2 separate regions of the Mus musculus genome follow, and region 2 is linked to region 1. The links are chromatin contacts, called in public targeted proximity ligation maps. All regions are on one chromosome and are shown on one strand. The core of a region is the stretch at or near the end of the contact, and the rest is flanking DNA. Distances in the headings are between cores, read along the strand shown. Region 1 has its middle 3.2 kb from the start of Gm9895. Region 2 has its middle 50 kb from the start of Mir101b.

Region 1 (3,631 bases), core at 751-3,250:
TATTTAACATGAAAGAGTGTTCTTTCTGCATACACACCTGCATGCCGGAAGAGGGCATCAGATAGCATTACAAATGGTCCTGAGCTGGGAATTGGTTGCTGGGAATTGAACTCAGGACCTCTGGAAGGGCAATCAGTGCTCTTAACCTCTGAGCCACCTCTCCAGCCCCTGTTTTACTTTTCACTTTGAGACAAGGTCTCCTACTACAGTCCTGGAAGACCTTGTACTTGCAATCCTGCCTGAGCGCCCTGAAGAACCCAGCTACTTTTCTTAGTCTTACAGTCAGCCACTCGTTTAACCTAAGGGGTCTTGGTCCTTTTAAGGATTCTGTTTAGAAACCAGAACACAGCTGATCTCCCTCCCTTCCAGTGCAGAAAACTGGGGCTATGTGGACATGACCATGTAAGGACTCGGGCATTCCTCTAGATTTATTCCACACACACACAGTGGACTTGATGCTTCTGAGCTCAACCCCATGCAGCTTTCCCTAGAGTTTTCCCTAGAGTTGCATGTTAGCTCTTCAGGAATGGGAAGCTCTGCCCCCCATTAACTCAAACACATCTGTATGCAGTCTTCATGCCACTTGGGCTCCTATGCTCATACCAGACACCTCCAAACAGGACACCCCCCTACGAGTCAGTTTGGGTCACACTGGCTTCTGGTTGCCTGTTTTGCTTGGCTCCTATCTAACTGTATACCAGGTTATTCAAGGAAGAAAATGAGAAATTGTATCCGTTCTTTTGTTATTTTATAGTATTTGTTTTAAAAAAATTATCATACAAGGTATTAGTCATCACAGTATTTGTTTGTTTGTTTATTTTTGGGACAAGGTTTCTTTGTGTTGTCTTGGCTGTCCTGGAATTCACTCTGTAGACCAGGATGGCCTTGAACTCACAGAGATCCACTTGCCTCTGCTTCCCAAGGGCTGGGATTAAAGGCATGCACCACCACCACCGAGCCCTTAAAGCATTTAATTTAATAGATTCTCCTTTCCCTCCCCTCCCCTCCCCTCCCCTCCCCTCCCCTCCCCTCCCCTCCCTTCTCCCTCTCCCTCTCCTCCCCTTTCCACCCCTCCCCTCCCTGCTCTCCTCTCTTCTTTCCCAGGAACTCTATGCTATGGTGTGACCTAAACTGTGTGATTCCCTTGAATTACGCCCTCTTGTGCAAGGAGTCTGTGCTGTAGACTCCTTGCTTCCTCCTTCGAGTCCCAATTCTCTCTGCTTTGGGCTTGGAGCCTTGGGAAGACAGCAAGCACCTCAGGATGGTTCCTCCTTCAGGGCCCCTGGCTGAAGGTCTGCTGGCAGAAGAAACCAGTTCAGCCGGGGCCATGGTCTTGCCTGATAGTTGGCTGTTGGTTCAGGCCAGCCCTATCAGTCACTTGCACGCCGATGCCCTTTGGGGGAAGGGGAAGAGGCGTTGGCTACGGAGCCCCAGCCTTTAACTGTGGGCTGACTTCCCACGTCTCAAAAGACTGCCAAGACAGCCCTTCAGACAGCTTTGTGAGGGAAATGGTTTTAAAAGGTTAGTCCAATTAAACACCCATAAAGGAAACAGTAGATGACTAACAGAAATTACAGGCTAGCTACACTCTTACTGAAATGGCAGACTCATTTGTGTCTTTGAGTAATTTCATAACACACAGTGCTTGCTCATAGAGAATGAAAACTAGGACCATTAGGAGTGTCCATCCAGTCCTTTCATTACCTCCCAGGCCTTGTCAGGTTGCGTTCCCTGGCTTCTCTCATTCAAAGCACGCCATCAGAAACCAAATTACTCATACAAGTGAGAGTTACAGACAAAGTAAATACGTAAAAATATAATCCAATTGAGCTGCCTTTGAGGCTTGAATTTCCAGCAAAACATTTCCTGGGACGGCATTTACGTCGACTCAGCGCCACCTGCCGGTAGGTGGAATCTTAGCAACTGAATGTTCATTGGCCAGGCACGGCCACGTGGGTAGAGTGGGGGCGGGGCAGCTCATTCCGCCTATTCATTCTGAAAGCAGTCAGGTGTGTTGGTGAAGTGCCAGGCGCTGTGTCCTCAGTGAAAGGAATATCATCACTGCCCTGTCTAGTGCCGTACTTCTTAAAACTAGGCACAAGCCGGAATCATCCTGAGATGAAGTTCAGACTTTTAGACTCTCCTCTAAAAAGATTGTAGTTAATGGACTAGAATAGGTCCTGAGAACCTGTATTTTTAAACAGAATGGCTGACTCAGCAGTTCTCAACCTGTGGGTTGCGACCCCTTTGGGGATATTTCACAGGGGTTGCCTAAAATCGTCAGAAAACACAGATATTTACATTGCCATTCATAATAGTAGCAAAATTACAGCTATAAAGTAGCACAAAAAATATATATATATGGTCGTAGATCACCACAGCATGAAGAACTATATTAAAGGGTCACAACATTAGGAAGGGTAAAGACGACTCATCTAGGTGATTCTGAGGAACAGGAAATCCATGAGGAAAAAGTAAATATAGAGAAAAGCCGAAAAATCTGTAAAGGCAATGGGGCCTGGGACTCCCCTACTTCTGCAGGTAGCACGAGGAGCCACAGCCAGAGCAGTTGTAGGCAACTGAAGGCTTAGGTTTGATTACTAGTGTAAGATGGGGGTGTGAGTATGATATGAATGTTGTTGCCCTGCTTTTAACTATGGCTGCAGGTGAGCCCTGGGCTCCCATTCATGTCCTGGATTGACTTGGTTTTGAATATAAGAAACAGGTATAGGTCCTATAGGTCCCCTTCTCAGCATCCTTCTATCCCGTGGGTCCTGGGGGTTGAACCCAGGTCATCACTGCTGTCAGCAAGCGTCTTCATGCACCGAGCCGGACCCCTGGCCTTCTAAGTCCTTTTGTTTTGTATTGGTTTTGCTTTGCTGGGAATGAACATGGCTTTCCTGCTGAGCCCCAGACTAGCCCGTTCTTTATATGACATCACACCATGCCCACAGCTGATCTGATCCAGCCCCTGGAATTCCTTTTATATCTGTGTAACTTTCTCCACAGATATATGTCTGTGGGTGCTATTTGGAGTCAAAAACAGACTTTTTCTGGATGTCCACTCTTTGTCCCTAAGGGGCATGGAGAAACTTCTCACTCTGTTCTTCTGCTGTTGATACAAAACACAGTTCTTGCCTCAAATGGGATAGTTTATTCTGGAGCCAAATGTGGGTGACCACAGCCCAGGAACACAGATCCAAGCAGACCAGAAAGATAGATCCCACTGCAAAGGGCCACATGAGATGTATTAATTATGGAACAAAGTCATAAGTCAAGACAGTTACCAAATACACTGGTGGAGACAACAGTTAGGCAGGCTACAGCAAAGCAGGGAACCTTTGTTATAGGTCCCAGATGTGATCTGCTAACATCCTAACTTCTGGGTTGGTGGAAACTGGTGGTCTGTTAAGAATACATCCTGGGTCAGACACAGGGATGGGCAGTGCATGGCTTTCAAAGATATTTTGCTCGGGTCTGTAACAGTCTTTGTGTATGTGAGGATGTGTAGATGGGTGTGCTTGTGTGTGTGTGTGTTTATGTGTGTGTGTGTGTGTGTGTGTGTGTGTGTGTGTGTGTAAGGATGCCCTTATAAGTGCACAAAGGCCAGGCCAGCCGGGAGAGGTCAGGG
Region 2 (3,954 bases), core at 554-3,053, 120 kb before region 1:
TTTGAGTTGACCATCCAGACCCGGTTAGCCTGCGGGCATATGCAGGGAGGACTAGTTGTTCCTTTACTCGGGAAGACCATTTCCTTTCCCTGTTGTTACTTTGCGTGGGAAGACCATTACCTTTCCCTGCAAAGAGTCCTGAACCGTATGAGAGAGGAGAAAGCTAGCTTCGCAAGCGAAGGGACAATTGGTGTCTCTGTTTGCTCTTGACTGTGAATGTGATTCGGCTAGCTTCTCAGGTCCCTGTCTTGGTTTCCTCAAAATAACGGAGTGTACCTTGTCACTGTAAGCCACACAAACGCTTTCCTGCCCTGTGTGGCTCTGTATCAGGGTATCTTATCTCAGCAACAGAAACAAAACCAGAACACACATCTGCCAGCAATTTCCCAAGGAATCTCTTGCTCTTCCTTTGGTCAGGTCCGTATTGTGGCCTTCCTTTTCTTCTGTTTCCCTTCCCTATAACCGGTGGTTCTCCTGGAAGGTACCAGCCAGAAGCCAAAAGGACTGAGAAGGCCTTAGACTTCACAGAACGCATTCCTGTCCTCTGTGGTACAGGGATAAAACAGAACAGGGGTTAAATTGCACTCTAAGTGTTTGAGCCCCACAGACTCATAAGGATGATAGGGACTGTAGTACCTGCTCCCACAGAGGGTTGCTGGATGGATGGCCTTGCCTGGCTCACAACAGGCACTTGACAAATAACGCTCACCAGGAAGCTATGAGAAGCCTAGAAGAGGCTAGAAAAGTTCTCTTCCAGCGTCCCTTTCCAAACCCTTGTCCCTGACTTATAATCAGAGGGGAAAGAAGAGACAGGTACAGGTGAGCAAAGCGACACTATGATTTCAACCACCTTTACTTCGTTCTGTGGTCCTTGGGATTTAACTTAGGGCTTCATACATGCTAAGTCAGCATTGTGCCTCTGAGCTACATACCTGTGCTCTGCAATATAAGGCTTCGATCTAGCTTAGCTAGCATGTTAAAAGACAGTGTAGAGCTTCCTCACTCACCCATGTAATGCCAGCACTAGAACGCCTGGGACAGTTCAAGGGCAGGCTGAACTATATAGCAAGATCCTCTTAAAAAAAAAATCAAGGACTCAAGAACAGGATAGCTTTTACTGCAGATGCCCGATTTTATAATTTATTACAGAAAAGGTATCTAAGCAATAACAATGCATTTTGGAATGAGGGGGGAAAAAACAAGGAAAATACTCAGGGACAATAACTTCCCCAACGCTGGTCTTCTCAGATTACCTACCCTCTTCTCAAAGGAAGAGGAAGCCTGCTAGTGCCATCTCTCTCTGAGCCCCAGTGTCATTGTATTTCCAGGGTCCCAGAAGCCAACAGAACCTCTTGTTTCTCAGACAATGTACAAACACAACAAACTCCCCAAGCTCAGGGGAGTTCTTTGGAAGAGGGCGTAGGAAGAGCTTTACCTAACAAGATAAGTTTCCAGATATCTTCTATCTGTCCTGCACAAAATACAGAAACAAGAATGCCCAGATAGCCACCCTAGTGATAAGGGGTTGGAAGCTATTGGGAAACGTCTTCAGAGCCAGTAAAACCCTTTGCAGAGGAACTTCCATCAGCATTGTTCATCAAAGGGGGGGAAATATGATTTTACCACAAAAATTCTTCACTTTTTTTTTTGTTGTTGTTGTCGCTGCTCAGCCCTGATTGTATCTGGTTCCGATGTAAGTGAATCTCAGTTTAAGTCATAAAGAGAAAACATTCCAGTTATCAGTGGAGATGTTTCATCTGCCTTCCTGTTAGTGTGAGTCATGGCAGAAAATCCAATGCTTGTGAAAAGAAACCACAATCCACTAATGAACTGTCTAAACCTCCGTGCCCAGCACGATCAGCAACACGTTCTACTATAAACTCTTTTAGCTCCTGCTATGTACCCACACCGCGCCAGGTTTTATGGGTAATTAAAATTAAACACATAAATATGTAAGTACAGGATGTAATGGCTGGCCCTGAAGAGTGTTTACGTGTTATTTTCTTTATAAGGAAATCCGCATTCTTTTTATAAGGCCTCTGATGTTGAGACATTGGGTGGGGGCCGGGGGCGGGGGGGGGGAGCAATCCAAAATAGCTCAGCTTCTAATTTGTCTTTAGAACAGAGATAAATGACATTAGCATTACTATTCGAGTTTCATCAGCAGTAAGCTTCCCTCTTTGCTTGACCACAGGCAGTCTAGCCTCTCAGAGCCTCTCCTTCAAAGCTGTTTCCTGGAGCCTTCAAAAGGCCTATTAATACTCACAAAAGGAGCCAAAGACGTGAGACGCTGAATCCACTTGATCCAGCCTCAAAGGATGCAATGCTCAGAAGAGCCTTTCCACTCCCTGCCCTGCTTGACTAAGCACTAAAAGTACATCCAGGGACCGTGCCACTCTGACCATGATGAATACCCATCCAGCCATCCCATAATAACTTTGAAACACAAGAGCTGCGCTACCTGAACTCACTAATGGTCCAGGACCAAGCCTCCTGTTCTCGGGGCTCCTTGACCACCTGGCAAGCCAGGGCCTGACTGTATCATCAGACTAGCCTGAGCCTAGCCCTGACCCAGCTAAGACATCCTGGAACTATTACCACTAAGTGTTAAAGGATGGACAAATATTACTGTAGGCATGTGAGGGAAGGTATTCCTCCTCTCTCTCTCTCTCTCTCTCTCTCTCTCTCTCTCTCTCTCTCGATTTATTTTAGTTATATGAGTACACACCAGAAGAGGGCATCAGATCCCAGTACAGATGATTGTGAGCCACCATGTGGTTGCTGGGAATTGAACTCAGGACCTCTGGGAGAGCAGTCAGTGCTGCTAACCACTGAGGCATCTCTCCAGCCCAGAAAGAAGGCATCATCAGAGCAGATTAGTAATTAGCTTCCCAATTGAGGGTGAAATATATGATAAGAAGGCTCCTTAATGTGTCTTCACAAGAAAAAAAAATCCATATTATCTGCAAAAATTAATGTATTTTTATTTCTCTTTTTTCTTGTTGATGTTGTTGCTGCTGTTTTAAGACAGGGTTTCTCTGTTTAATAGAGCCCTGTCTGTCCTGGAACTAGCTTTGTAGATCAGGCTGGCCTTAAACTCACAGAGCCTCATCTGCCTCTGCCTCCCCAGCGCTGGGGCTAAAGGCGTGCACCACCATGCCTAGCCATGCCTAGCATAACTTGTCTTGTGTCAAAAAGCTTATAAAAGTTTATGTCAGATTATTCTGTGCCCAGGGCTGGAAGCAAGCAGCAAGAGCAACAGAGTGGAGATAATCTGCTTCAGGAACCGTAAGAGTCTCAGTGTAGCAATTTGGTCACAATTCAGTTCCCAAAGTAATGAGGTCCCCAAAAGGTAGAACATGAGATGTTGACATCTCCTGAGCAGTTTCCTGTGCTAAGCATTGTGCTGTGGAGTTTACATGCCTGTCTCACATGATGTAAACAGCCTTGAACATAGGTACTATCATGACTACCACCTTGGAGACAGGAAATCTGAAACCAAGGAAATGTGCCAAGACCTTTAACCAGCAAAAGGTACGTACCATTTAAGAATCCAGCCAGAGGCCAGACAGTGGTGGCGCACGCCTTTAATCCCTGCACTTGGGAGGCAGAGGCAGGCGGATTTCTGAGTTCGAGGCCAGCCTGGTCTACAGAGTGAGTTCCAGGACAGCCAGGGCTACCCAGAGAAACCTTGTCTTGAAAAACAAAAGAAAGAAAAGAAAGAAAAGAAAAAACAGAAAAAATCCAGCCCGAGGCTTAGGGCCTCCCTGAGGAAATCACTCTGGAGCTTGGAGCTTGAATTTTGCTAAGTTTGATAGCTCCTCTTCCTAAAGGGTCATTTACTCGTACCATCTTGTAAAAATAGGGAAGTGCAGCCTACTTCTCAGGACATGGGGAGGAGTGTCTGAAACAACTATTGCTGGACCCCAGAAGCAGGGCTGTGATTCTACAGAA

What was found.
Region 2: a targeted proximity ligation map of embryonic stem cells shows a contact between it and region 1, with 6 read pairs. A contact is called at or near these places in 15 of 484 Hi-C or Micro-C datasets (the AML12 cell line, B cells, CD4 T cells and 8 more) and 13 of 130 datasets of targeted methods (CD8 T cells, the HPC-7 cell line, bone marrow-derived dendritic cells and 8 more).

Annotation. Positions count from the first base shown.
Region 1 is chr19:29,062,335-29,065,965 of GRCm38.p6, reverse strand. No RefSeq gene overlaps it. Among named protein-coding and RNA genes, the nearest start is that of Gm9895, 3.2 kb to the left of the region's middle.
Region 2 is chr19:29,183,585-29,187,538 of GRCm38.p6, reverse strand. No RefSeq gene overlaps it. Among named protein-coding and RNA genes, the nearest start is that of Mir101b, 50 kb to the right of the region's middle.